Linked DNA regions of Sus scrofa: region 1 is linked to region 2. Evidence: chromatin contacts called from public promoter capture Hi-C data. All regions are on one chromosome and are shown on one strand. Each heading gives the region's core, a stretch centred on a gene start, on an enhancer-like site or on the middle of the called end of the contact. The rest is flanking DNA. Distances are from core to core; before and after follow the strand shown. Region 1 holds the start of YEATS4 (YEATS domain-containing protein 4). Region 2 holds the start of MDM2 (MDM2 proto-oncogene).

Region 1 (7,268 bases), core at 1,645-4,144, 520 kb before region 2:
GGATTTCACATTGTGGTGAGTTGTGGTGTAGGTTGCAGACACGGCTCGGATCTCATGTTGCTGTGGCTCTGGTGTAAGCCAGCAGCTGTAGCTCCAATTAGACCCCTACCCTGGGACTTCTATAAGTCCTGGGTGCAGCCCTTAAAAAAAAAAAAATCACAGTGGGAGTTCCCACTGTGGTGCAGCAGGTTAAGGATCTGGCATTGTTACAGGTCGGATGCGATCCCTGGCCAGGAACTCCCCACCACCACAAAAAAAATCACGGCAAGTGCACTTGTGGCATCCAAAGATGGGGCCTCAGTTTCAAGGCCTGAATGAGTAAGTACAAAGAGCACTGACATGGTGAAAAGATAAGAGATCCCACAGCTGCTACAGTGTTGCTGGGAACTTGCAGAATTCCTCAGTGATGAAAAGAGGGTTTATCCACTGACAAATTTTCTACTTGGATGAAATTGGTCTAAATTGGAGAAAAAAATGCTTATAAGACCACATAACAATCAGCAAGGAGAAATAAGTCCCTAACTGCAGAGTTTTCTGTGACTAACTCACATCCATTTTTGGTGGAAAAGCATTTAAGGACTACAGACTTAATCTGCTCAAATCACTTTGGACTTACTAGAACCCTACATGATTACAGAAAAACTTCTTGAAGTTCTCCTCCAAAATCTAGTGATACAATCCTCTGTTCATTCACACTTTCTTATGAGTCCAAAACCTTACCCAAAAGCATGGGCAAAATGAATACACTTATGAAGCTTCTGAGACTATGAATTTTACCTGGCATCTCTTTCCTCTTCCATTAAATTTCAGTAGCTTTTGCAACTTCCAAAGTACTCCCACTTTACAAGAAGTATTAAAACACTGTGTATGATAATTGCATACACAGCATAACACTATGTGAAAACAATATGATACAGAGAAAGGCTTAAAACAAAACAAAACAAAAACCTAGGCTCAGTGAGTTAAGAATGTAGCTCAGCAGGTTAAGAATCCCACTAATATCCATGAGGATGTGGGTTCAATCCCTGGCCTTTCTCAGTAGCTTAAGCATCCTGCCTTGCTGCAAAGTGCAGTATAGGTGAAAGATGCACCTCGGATCTGTCTGTGGCTGTGTGGCTGTGGCGTAGGCCAGCACCCACAGCTCTGATTCAACCCCTAGCCTGGGAACTTCCATATGCCCTAGGTGCATAGGTGTGCCCCTAAAAAGAAAGAAAGAAAGAAAAACAACAACAACAACAACAAAACCCTAGATCAACTAAATTGGTGCAAAAGTAAGTGATTTCTTTTTAAAGAAAAATTTACTTTCTACAGTAAATAAAAATCAGAACCGGGGAGTTCCTGCTGTGGCCACAGTGGGTTAAGAATTCAACTGCGGAGTTCCCATCTTGGCTCAGTGGTTAACGAATCCGACTAGGAACCATGAGGTTGAGAGTTCGATCCCTGGCCTTGCTCAGTGGGTTAACGATCCGGCGTTGCCCTGAGCTGTGGTGTAGGTCGCAGATGCGGCTCGGATCCCGCGTTGCTGTGGCTCTGGCGTAGGCCGGTGGCTACAGCTCCGATTCGACCCCTAGCCTGGGAACCTCCATATGCCGTGGGAGCGGCCCAAGAAAATGGCAAAAAGACAAAAAAAAAAAAAAAAAAAGAATTCAACTGCTTGGGTAGATTCGGAGGCAAGCGTTCAATCCTCAGCTCCAGGCAGTGGGTTAAAGTCGTTGCCACAGCTTCTGCTGGGATTCCACCCCTGGCCCAGGAACTTCCATAAGTAGGAGTAACACCATTAAAACAAACAAACAAAAACAGAAGGGGTAAAAATATATATATCAGGAACCAGTTCGTCTGTCATAAAAAATTAACGTGCCAAAAGATGTAGGAGAGTGGAAAGGAAATGTGTCCAGTATCAAACATCACCGTAGGCTTTATGATAACTTGAATTAAAAACTAAGACGCTAGCCCGTACTGAATGGTCCCTATGTGCCAGGCAGTGTTATGTTCTCTGCATACCTTGATTAGTATCTCGGCCACACCTCTGGAGCTTTAAGAACACCATGAACTTAGATAAGTGTTCTTAATTTTTCTATTCCCCAATTCTTCGCTTACCGCACTTGTAAATACTGGGGGTAATACTGCCTCTGTAAGGTTGGTGTAGGGGCTGAATCAGAGAATCGGGTAAAGCGTTTCTCCACCGTGCTTACTTAGCAAAGCAAGTGCGTATGAAATATTTGTTATAGTTATTATCCTCAAAATAGGTGGTACCCACCCCCACACCCCTCCCACCCCGCCCTATACAGCTGACCCAGGCTGTCAGTGAAGGAGCAGCAATCCAGGGCCTCCTACCCCGGGCTTGTTTCCCGGCAACAGTGTCCAGCTCTCCCGCCTGACCACTGACTAAGTTTGTTTCTTGGCGGGGACGGGAGGGTGGCGGTGACGCGTTCAGCTGGGGCCCAATGAAACCACGGTTATCCCTCGGGGGCCTGGACTCGCCGTCCGCCCGGAAACCGTGGTTCCCGCCCGAGGCGAGAAGGCGCGAGAGGGAACAAGCGGGCCCTCCCCCGGTCGCGCTGGGAGGAGCCGGGGCGAGAGAGCCATCCCGGAGGGTAGGCGCGGGCCGCGCACTGACCTTCACTCTCCCGCCGGAGTCAGGCCCAAATTCGGCCATTCTCTTGAACATATTGTCCTACGGAAGAAGCCGCCTCCGCCAGGGAAAGAGACCGGGGCCGGCGGGCTCGCCGCTCCCCTCAGAGGTCCCGCTCCTCCCGCGCGGGCCCGGGAGGAGGGTTTCTGACCGAAGGAGGGCGAGTCACAGGGGCTCGGGGCGCTGAGGATCCGCCAACTCCTCACGGCGGGCGGCGTCCCGGAAGCCCATTCAGCCCGGTGCGGGTGGAGAGCGGAACCGCGTGCGCAGGCGCGAGGAGGTCGTGCACACTGCGCACGCGCCGGGCCGCTGCCCTTTCCCGCGGCGCGCGGGGGTTCTGGTTGTCCGGGTTAGAGGATCCGGGAAATCTCCATGCACTCTGTCGCCGTCCCAGACCACCTAGCTTCGTAAGGACAGAGGAACATTCTTATCGAGGCAGTGCTTTGCCATCGCCAGAACATTAGAGTTCTGAAATTAAATTCATGAAATCTCGCCCACCCACAGTTTTTAGTTGTGTTCGTCCAGTCCTCTCTGCCTTCCGTGCATGAACCATTAATTTCTTTTATTTACTCCATCCTTCCTCTCTTTCCTTTTCTACTCTGTTTAGATTCTCGGATGGCACAAGCCTCTCCACCCTGTACCTTTATGTGGTACTAACTACTTTGCAGGTTAGTGAAGTGCTAAATTATCTCTAATTCAAAGTAGTAGGTGCTGGTCAGATGTTCTTTTTCTTTTATTTTAAACTAGAAGCTATCCTAAACTTTTCCTTAGGCTCCTCAAGCTTCCTACCTTAACACCAACCCTCTCATTCTGATCAGATAACTTTGCATCTTATTTCACAGAGAAAGCGGAACGCGATGACACCAGACCTAAACACAAGCTTTGATTTGTCCAATATCCACCCTCCCTTCCTTTCTTTTCTGTTCAAGGGGCAGTTTTCTTCCAGTTTGAAATCACTCCTTCGTCTCTAATCTCCATCTCATTCTCTTTCCCTTTCTCAAGGATTTTGCCTTATTAACTATCTCCACTCCACCCTGTATCTTAAGTCTTTTTTCTTTGGCTTTTTTTCTTAAGAAGTGTTAAACAAACTTAAATCTTTCCTACCAAAACCCAACCAAACACATCTTTAATCCTGCATGGCTCTATCTCTGAATTATCTTTTAAAGTCGATTTTGAACAGGCTGTCAACATTTCCATTGTTTCCACATGCTTTTTTTTTTTTTCCCCCAAAGGTGGTTGAAATCAGTGAGGTCTTATTAAAGCACGCTGTCAAACAACATCCTTCACAACATAATACAGGATTTTTTGTCTTCTATTCCCTCTCCTGAACTTCACCTTTCTCAAATCATGGCTTTCAGAATGTGATCTCTGAAACCCAAATTTGCTCTTTAAAATGATCTCTCCATCTTTCCTATTTCTGTTTTCCTCCTGTTTCTCAAGGAAATTTTAATTCTTTGCTTAAAAATTTTAAAAAGGAAATAAAAAAATTTTTACCCTAAGTATTTTTTAAGGCAGAATAACATTTAATAAAATAAAATTAATCAAATATGTAAAACACATTGATAACTTTTGGGGAAAGTTAATGGATTGAATACATATCTTTTACCTTTTCCCAAAACTCCTTTAAAATAAGTCAAGAGATTTTCCAAAAGGCATAATCCTCTAAGGATGGGGAGAATGGGAGAAACAATATCTTGAAATCTGGAATACAAAAGGCAAGTGGTATCTGGAGGGCAGCTTGGAGAGCTGAGCAGTCAGAGGTAATAAGCTACCCGTTCACACTGCAGAAACCCCCTAAAAGCCTCAAGAATTTGTGGTTGTAGGGATCTCTGAAAGTAAGGGGAGGGAAGAGGAGAAGAGGAACTAGCAAGAAAGCAAAAAACAAATCAACAACAGCAACGAAAAACTGGGACTCTGTTTAAGAAATATTTAGGTCCTTAGACCTGAGCAATTATCCCTTATTTACTCCCAAGGGATAGGACAGGGTTAAAGCAGGGTCTCTGCATTGAGGATCACCAGAGTTGAGAGAGGAACACCATACAGAAAATAGGTAGATTAACCAAACACGTACCAGGTACTAAGACCTTTGTCTCTCACTTAACTCTTAAAATGTTGACAACCAGGCCTTTGTTTCCTAGTAGAGAAGTAGAAAGAGGCTTCTCTGGAAAATCTGACCAGCCTGAGAGGAGAGATCTAAGGATCCTCAACAAAACTGACTCAGCCAACTTGATCGTCCTTCTGCAAAGTGCATGTGGTCAAATCCACAGAGACCCTTGGAATGTCAAATTATTTTTTTAGTTTTCCAGTCCTAAATTTAACCAATGATTACCAAATAACTGAGAAACGCCTCTAATATGAAAGATATAATCCAAAATAAACAAGCAAAGTGGCAGATCAGAGGAAATATAGAGAAGTCAACTAAAACCAAAAGAAACCCAAATGATTATTAATACTATATACAGATAAAATAATAATAAACATGACACAAAACAAGGGAAAAAAAGGATATTCAGAGAATGAGAGCTGCTGCAAATTAAAACTATTGTAGTGGAAATGAAAAAAAAACTCAGAAAGATGAGACTGGTGAATTTTCTAGCTGTGTCTGAAGATCTGAGAGGAGATTTAAATAGGACAACCTGGATAGCAGTGGGGAATAAGAGGTCTAAGCTACTAAGTATAAAATACATAAGCCACAAGGATGTATTGTACAACACAGGGGATATATACAATATTTTATAATAACTATAAATGAAATATAACCTTTAAAAATTGTGAATCATTATGTTGTACACTTGAAACATATAACATTGTACATCAATCATACCTCAAAGAAAAAAAAGGACCTTGAGTTTGAGAGCTGAACTAACGATAAATACCCAGAAAAGCCAATTTAAGACTCATGCAATTATTAGCTCTAGGGAAAATAAAATCTTGTATAAGAGGAAAAGGTAATTGTATTTATGGCTAGTGAATACTCAGTGTTGATCTAAAAAAGTATATATAATTACATTGGAAGGATGGATTTGGGGGAAAGGTGCCATGTGTGATGGAGATGGGGGGAGGAAGAAACAGAACTTAATCCCAGCTTACTCAGAGGGAATCAATATCTTAAAGTCAAGATAGAGAAATATAAGCCAAATACTTAAAAGCTTGGGAGTAAATATAAAATTCTTAACACCAAGCTAAAAAGAGTAGAAAATTGTTGCATGTGAAGGAGGAGAAATGGAGAGTTACATCTTTCATACAAAACTTGTAGAACTATCTGACTCTATAAACAGAATTTATAACCTTGTAAAAATCAAAAATTATTTCGAATATAATTTGCATAATAGACATGTGCTTAACAAAAACATTATCTATGATGATATTAGTCACTCCTGATTATAACTTCTAGTAATTCCTTTTAGCCAACTTCTAAGAAAAAATTGGTTTTTGTCTTTTTAGGGCTACACCCCCCGCATATGGAGGTTCCCAGGCTAGGGGGTGGAATTGGAGCTGTAGCCGCTGTCCTACAGCACAGCCACAGCAACGCTGGATCCTTAACCCACTGAGCAAGGCCAGACATCAGACCTGAGTCCTCATGGACACCAGTCAGATTTCTTTCCACTGAGCCGCAATGGGAACTCCCTAAGAAACATTTTTATTTTTATTTATTTATTTATTTATTTTTGCTATTTCTTGGGCCGCTCCTGCGGCATATGGAGGTTCCCAGGCTAGGGGTCGAATCGGAGCTGCGGCCGCCAGCCTACGCCAGAGCCACAGCAACGCAGCATCCGAGCCGCGTCTGCAACCTACACCACAGCTCACGGCAACGCCAGATCCTTAACCCACTGAGCAAGGGCAGGGACCGAACCCGCAACCTCATGGTTCCTAGTCGGATTCGTTAACCACTGCGCCACGACGGGAACTCCAGGAAACATTTTTAAAATGAGTTTACTGAATGGAAGTGCAAGAAGAGTGCTTGGGGCTTAGTTAAAATTAGTGTCACATGAAGAGCTCAGTTATCATCTGGAACATCACTCTGCATTTCAAATAATATCCTGGGTAAAACTAAGCAACATAGGAATTGAGTTTCTTTTCAAAAATGATCAAATATTGATTTTTTTTTCCTCACAAAATAAGGGTCAAAATTTGGTTTGGGAACTTGATTGCATCAAAATAACAGGCATAAGTAAGATATATTTATTAAAAACACTAAGCAAAATCTCCGACAAACATTGCTTTTCCTCTTTAGCCAACTTTTGCTAATGTCTGGTGTTTCTTCTGTCAGCCCTCGTTGTGGGGCTATCCTGGTGCTTCTTGGATATATCGCATCTCTATATCTGAGCTGTCACCTTCAATCCCCCTTCCCCTACCTTGACTCATTTTTAATAACCTCAAGATATCCTGATATGATTAAACCCATATTCTTTCCTGTTTATTCATATCAAAATTGCCCCAGAATGTTGAAGCCTGAGGCAGCACTTGTGTTGGGGCCCTCTGCTGCCCTCCCATGGTTGGCCTATGCATTACATGCACATAGATTTGAGACCGACTGTGGAATCTCAGAGGCAGCTGTGCTTCTTCAGTGGACTCGGAGAGTAAAAAAAATCTCAGAATGCTCAACACGGGGGATATATTAAATAATCAGAGAGAG
Region 2 (6,862 bases), core at 3,191-5,690:
ACCTCTTTCATAGTATAAGTGTCTTTCTGTGCTCCAACAGACTTTAACAACTTCAAAAGCAATGGCTTTGGTCTGACCTATAAAGAACAAAGAGTTGCTATTATACTTCCAAACTATTCCAGAACTATAAGCCCTGCAGGAAACTTGTCCATAAAGAATTTCAATACAGGTAGCAGACACAATGCTTAACACTCTCATAAGGTTAGACCTTGAGAAATGTCATAAAATGTTTTCACTAAATGTAATAATAATAGACTATATAAACTGAATACCAGACTGTCTTTGGGGGATCTAATTATTATGCAAATAATCACAGAATATTCAAGTATCATCAGTTGCAATCAAAAACAGTATCCATGCTAGGGCAATGAAAATTATTCTTTTTCTTCCAGCTATTCCTATTATCTGCTTATTACCCTACTAACTCAACTGTAAATGGACTACCCAAGACAGCATTTTTCTCCCATTGTAATATGCTGCCTTTTTAGTTGGTCTACTTAACAAACATTTACTGAGCTTCTGCTATGCACCAGACAGTGCTGGATATTGCACACACACACACAAAAAGACAAATAAGACATGTGACCTGTATTCAAGGAACCACCCAACTAGATCAGGAGTTAATTTTTTCTTTATAAATACCCAGATAAGTATTTCAAAGGTTTTCTCACAGAAACATAAATAACAGGTAAACCAATGTGTGTGGCCGCATTTCAATAAAACTTTATTTACAAAAGTAGGCAACAGGCCAAATTTGGTCCATAGGCTATAGTTTGCCTGACTCTGTTCTAGAGGCTTTTAAAGTTTTACTGAGAAATAACTGGCAAGAGGGCAGGGCTATAATGTGTTTATGCTCCTTGTCCTACTCTGCTGCTGTATCAAAACCTTGAAAACTCAAGTATCTGTACAGCTTGCCACCCCTACACAGACTGGTGTCTCTGTATCTCCCTTTAATATATTCCTGTCCCAACTTCTGAAATCTGACAGCAACCCAGTTTGGGAATCTAACTCTTAAAACTAGATTTAAGAAAATTGCCAGACATTCCCTTGTGATGCAATGGGTTAAGGATCCGGCATTGCCACAGCTGTGGTGCAGGTCACAACTGCAGAGCAGGCTCCATCCCTGGCCTGGGAGCTTTCACATGCCACAGGTGTGGCCAAAAAAGAAAAGAAAAAAGAAAAAAAAGAAAATTGTCTATTTCTAGCCAATCAACAGAAATATTATTTAGTAACTGAAAAATTTAAAACACAACAAATGTAGTATAAGCCATTAATTGTTTCGATCACCCATTTTTTTCTTAAGTGCTTATGTATGCATTTTACTTTCAAGCTATTCAAAAAATGAATTCGCCCAAAAAACATAAAGTTAATTTTTTTCTCCTAAAATTTTATATATGCTATATTAACTTCAAACTACATAAAACAACTCAAAGTAAAAAGCTGCACTAGAAAGCCATTAGCTTCTATTAAGACTTAGAAGACACACATTCATAACTATGAGAAAGAATACCATTCTTTTTTTTGGTCTTTTCTAGGGCCGCTCCCGCGGCATATGGAGGTTCCCAGGCTAGGGGTTGAATCAGAGCTACAGCTGCCGGCCTACACCACAGCCACAGCAACGTGGGATCCAAGCCGCGTCTGCAACCTACACCATAGCTCATGGCAACACTGGATCCTTAACCCACTGAGCAAGGCCAGGGATTGAACCTGCAACCTCATGGTTCCTAGTCAGATTTGTTAACCACTGCACCACGATGGGAACTCCAAGAATACCATTCTTAATCTTACATTTAAGAACAACAACAAAAAATTCCAGATGAGAAAAGACCTAGATGTAAAAACCTTAAATATTAGAATAGAGTAATATATTTGTATAATCTTGGTATGAGAGTTCTTCCAAAGCATGATATGAAATTTTAAAAGCCAACAAAAGTCAAACTTGACTTTATAAAAATGTTCTCAATGAGAAAAAGACCACATAAGCAAAGTTTAATTACAACATTTGTAAATGATATAAATTAAATACACTTGAAACACAGAGAATACAAATTACTAAGAAAAAAATACGCCTAAAAGAAAAGAGTGAATAAGACACAAATCCCAAAAGAAACAAATGACAAGATGCCCAACCTCACCAGAGATTAGGGAAATACAAACTTAAACAATGATATAATATCTTTTGCCCCAAAAAAGGCAAAGTAATAATAAAGTGATAATATCCAATTTTGGCAGAGGGGGGAAAACTATTACAATCTTTTGGTTAGCATGTTATCAGCAGCAATGAAATGTGTACAATTAGGACCCAGGAGTTCTATGTGTATAAAAGTCTCTCTGACAGAAATATTCACATAACACTTGTGTTAAAGACATGCGCAAAGCAGCACTATCTGTAATCATCAAAAACTAAAGGTGGGAGTTCCCAATGTGGCGTGCAACAGGATCAGACGCATCTCAGGAGCACTAGGATGCAGGTTCCATCCCCAGCCTGGCCTGGCACAGTGGATTAAGGATCTGGCATTTCCCCAGCTGTGGCACAGGCTGCAGCTGAAGCTCAGATCTGATCTCTGGCCTAGGAACACCATATGCCAATGGGAAGACAAAAACAAACAAACAAAAAACAACTAAAGGCAATTTAAAATCGATCATAAATTTTAAAATGACATACTAATACTACGGATTAGCATACAGCTGTTAAAAAAAATTCTGCAGAGTTTACTTACTGATAATAGATGCTATTTGCCAAACACCTTTAATCCCATTATAGTAAAACATAAAGAACACAGATTAAAACTCATATGTGCATATATTACATGGGTATGCACACAAAAAAGATCTAAAAAGGAGACATGGTCAAAAGAGAAGACTGGAATTTTCAGTTTTTACACTGCACTTTCCTGTAATGCCTGTATCTTCACAAGCATGAATTATTTCTGTGACTTTTAGAAACCATTTTAAAAGTTAAATACTGATAGGTCAAAATAGAAAAAAAATATCCCTCAAAAAATAAACAACTTCAGCATCCATGCTTAAGAATGTAATGAAACTAACTTCTAAATCCAGTGTGGTAAAAAGCCAAGAAGATAAATACTGAGTCTGACAGTTAACTTTTGCTTGACAACTATGCCTGAGTGGCAGAACTTAAGCAATGTACCGCAATTTTACCTAAAGAGCCAGGCTGTCATTGGGTCTATGGAATTTAGCTAATCACCTTATAAGATTTAAAAAAAAAAAACTTTTGACGTTACACTGGAGACAAAAATACCAACCAGGGTCTCCTGTTCCGAAGCTGGAATCTGTGAGGTGCTTACAGCACCATCAGTGGACACAGACATGTTGGTATTGCACATTTGCCTAAGAATAGGGAAAAAAAAAAAACACGATAAAAACTTGAAATAATGAAACACCTGTGAAAAAAGACAAAAATCATATAAAAAGGAGACACATAATGCTTTACTCAAAGTAAAGCCCTTAGCAAGTGGGTCCTCACCTGGATCAGCATAAAGTACTTGCTACGCGTTGAAGACCACAGGTATCGCTCTCCAACAGCCACTGAATACAGCTGGGGAAAGGCACGGTTTAAATAGCCCCAACTGGAGACAAGTCAGGGCTTAGCTCCTTCTACTGCAGACTTAGGAACTTGTCCGAACTTGACCAGCCCAACAGGAAAAGCTGAGTCAACCTGCCCACAGAACCAGCCCAGTCTCGCCCAGACTCAGCTCCCGGTTCATACGAGCTACCGAACAGGCACCTGTCATTACTTTGACCCCCGGCCGGGAAGCTGCCGGCCGCCAGGCAGCGCCCCCCGCACACGTGACCTTTATCCCAGCTGTCGGCGGAGCCCCCCTCCCAGCCCCCCCCCGCTCCCCCCGCCCGCTAGGAGCGCCGGCCCGAAACCCCGCCCACCTCCCCAGCGACGCCGTCCTCGGCCCCTTCCAACAAAACCTTCACACACCCACGTGCCCCGAGCCCCCCACCACGAAATGCACAAAGGCGCCGTGCGGACAGAGGCGAGGGACGAGAGCGAGTCGGAAGACCCAAGTCACAGAGCAAACCCAGAACTGCCCACACGCTTCCAGGTCGATACCTGCAGCTCGCTGGGGTTTTCCGCTCCTGGAGTCGGGGGGAGTCCCGCGAGGTTCCCCAGTTCCCTTCACGGGGTGCCCCGAAACCCGAGGCCCTGGGCCTCGGCTACCATTCCACTCGCGAGGCCCAGGCCACCGGGGCACTCGAACGCACTAGGTCCGGGGAAGGAGGCTCCTGGCGGCGTAAGCGGCAGGACCTCGATCAGAGGGGTGAGGGCTACCCCTCGGCCTAGGCTTCTTGCTCCATTTTCTTTCCAGTCACACCGAGCCGCACAGGCCCCAGAAGGTGCCGAGCTGGCTGAAGTGCGCCAGCTGCGCGCCCCCTACTGTCCGAGCCCAGCGCGCCGGAAGCCGCGGCCCATCCGGCCGTTTGCGCGCGCGTCAAGGTTCCACCGCCTCCGCCCACTGAGGGCGGGGCTGGGGCGGGCTGCCTGGAGAAGGGGGCGGTTCTGAAGCTCGGCGCTCGGCCTGGGCAGCTGGAGAGGGGCGAGTTCCCTTGGGTTGAGCTCCGCCCTGGTCTTTCCCGCCACCACCTGGTTCCGCGCGCCAAGCTTGAGACTATCCTTCTGCTATTTTTGTATTTCGTGTGTTTACACCTCCCCACTGCGGTGGAAACTCAGGCAGATGGGTATCTAAGTGCTGCTACCGAAAAAGAAACCAAATTTAACAGCTGTGTGATATATTAAGCCCGCACCGCCAGCTGCTGGAGTTGTATAAAAATGACCTATTTCAAAACTTTTTTAAAAGTATGATTAAAAATAGCACAATATGGGCTTGCTCAGGGATGTATTCAATATTCTAGCCGGAGGAATAAGACTCGTGGTTACCGTTACAGAAGGGGCGGGAGATAAAGAAGGGTCACTTTCTACTTTAAGCGTTTAGAATATTTAGGTTTGTTTATATAATGTATGCATTCACTCCCATTAAAAATATCTATTTAGGCATTTAGGAGTTCCTGTGCTGGCTCAGCCATACCAAACCTATTATCCATGAGGATGCAGGTTCAATCCCTGGCCTCAGTGGGTTAAGGATCCAGCATTGCCTTGAGCTGTGGTGTAGATCAAAGAGGTGGCTCAGATTTGGCATTGCTGTGGCTGTGGTGTAGGCCGGCAGCTGCAGCAGCTCCCATTCGACCCCTAACCTGGGAACATCTATATGCCACAGATGTGGTCCTAAAAAGCAAAAAAAAAAAAATCTATTTATATATTAGGCACTCAGTACTGACTCACTTACTTGCCACTTTTGGCACATAGGTGTAGCAGTCTCCGAAATGAGCCAGGACACGAGAATTGAGCTGGTACAACCCAAAAAGCAGTCACTGCAAAGAACAGCTTCTTTTTGGGCCAGGAAAAAGTGAGTTCTTTATGAAGGAGGAATTGTTTAATAAAATTATCTTTCCTGGAGTTCCCTCTATGGCACATGGGTTAAGAGTCTGACTACAGCAGCTGTGGTCTCTGCCCAGGCTCGGGTTCAATGCCCCCACCCTTTGCCCAAGTGAGTTAAAAGATCCTGGGATGCCACAGCTATGGCTAGCTCTGATTCAATCCCTGGCAGGGGAATTTCATATGCTGGGGGTGGGGCCATTAAAAATAGTGTATCTTTCCCTTCTTCCATGCCCTAGCCTACTAGAAAGGAATCTTCCTTAAACATAGTGGTCACTTAATTGATTAATTTAATTGCTAATCTTATCTTCAGGGATCTGGTTTAGCTCAAAAAAATATCAGATCAAATATAGTGAGGTTTCTGGTTGTAAAAGGGTATGCTTGCCGCAGGATAAAAGAAAATCTCAAGAAATGGAGAAAATAGCATGAAAAGATAAATTATGCAACTTGGAAGGAGCAGTTAGTTATGTGCTATACGATTTCAAAAACAGAGTTGCTCAGCAAATATCTGGGCAGTTCACAAGAGTCTCAGAGAGAATCAGACAATATCTTGTGCCTTGAAGGATAGTAAGACAATTTAAGACAGAGGAGAATATTCCAGGCACAAGAAAAATATTACCCAAAAAGTCCAGAAGCAAAAAAGTAAAGGGCTGTTTGAAAAAGAGGAAGTAAGTTTGACTTGCATAAAAACCAAGAAAAAGAAAAAAAAAAATAAGAAATTGAGGTTCCTTAAATTTCAAGCAAAGGAGGCGTTCCTGTTGTGGTGCAGCAGAAATGAATCCGACTAGTATCCATGAGGATGCAGGTTCGATCCCTGGCTTTGCTCAGTGGGTGGGGGATCCGGCCATGCCGTGAGCTGTGGTGTAGGTTGCAGACGCAGCTCGGATCCCACACTGCTGTGGCTGTGGTGTAGGCCTGCAGCTGTGGCTCTGATTTGACTCCTAACCGGGGAACAACTTCCATATGCGGCAGGTATGGCCCTAAAAAGCAAAAAAAAAGAAAGAAAAGTCAAGCAAAGGAATCTGGGCTTTGGACAGTGTAGGCAGTGGACAGAGGGGGAGGATATATGCAGGTAAAATTGCTTGAAACTGTTGTTAACGGCACCACCATGAGCAAATTTATAAGAAGTCTGGCCAGCCTCCTCTGGACCAACTTTCCCCCTTCTCTTTGGCCCTGTTTTGAAAAAATCCTCTTGGCAGAATTAGTAGAGGAGAAACAAAGGACAGAATGGATAGGATTAGTCCTTTTCTAAGGAAACCAGAAATGAAAGGCAGAAATGAAGGAAGAGTGATGGGATTTAGAGTGTTGGGGGAAGAGATGGATGAGGCAAGAAATCTATCTTTCAAGGAACTGATAGTGAAAATTTACTGAGAGTACCAAGCACTTCCCAAGGCCCCT

Evidence for each region. Promoter capture Hi-C pulls out the DNA fragments that hold promoters and counts their contacts.
Region 1: a promoter capture Hi-C map of liver shows a contact between it and region 2, with 2.3 times the contacts expected there. The contact joins the promoter of YEATS4 here to the promoter of MDM2 in region 2. A contact is called at or near these places in 1 of 5 promoter capture datasets (liver), 1 of 47 Hi-C or Micro-C datasets (brain) and 1 of 2 datasets of contacts at active chromatin or transcription factors (alveolar macrophages).

Annotation. Positions count from the first base shown.
Region 1 is chr5:33,622,442-33,629,709 of Sscrofa11.1, reverse strand. YEATS4 (YEATS domain-containing protein 4) reads right to left here and starts at 2,894. Exons shown (of 7, transcript XM_021091975.1): 1 at 2,618-2,894. The coding sequence starts at 2,668.
Region 2 is chr5:33,103,296-33,110,157 of Sscrofa11.1, reverse strand. It overlaps MDM2 (MDM2 proto-oncogene), which reads right to left and starts at 4,440. Exons shown (of 11, transcript NM_001105303.1): 1 at 4,085-4,440; 2 at 3,267-3,351; 3 at 3-77. The coding sequence starts at 3,347.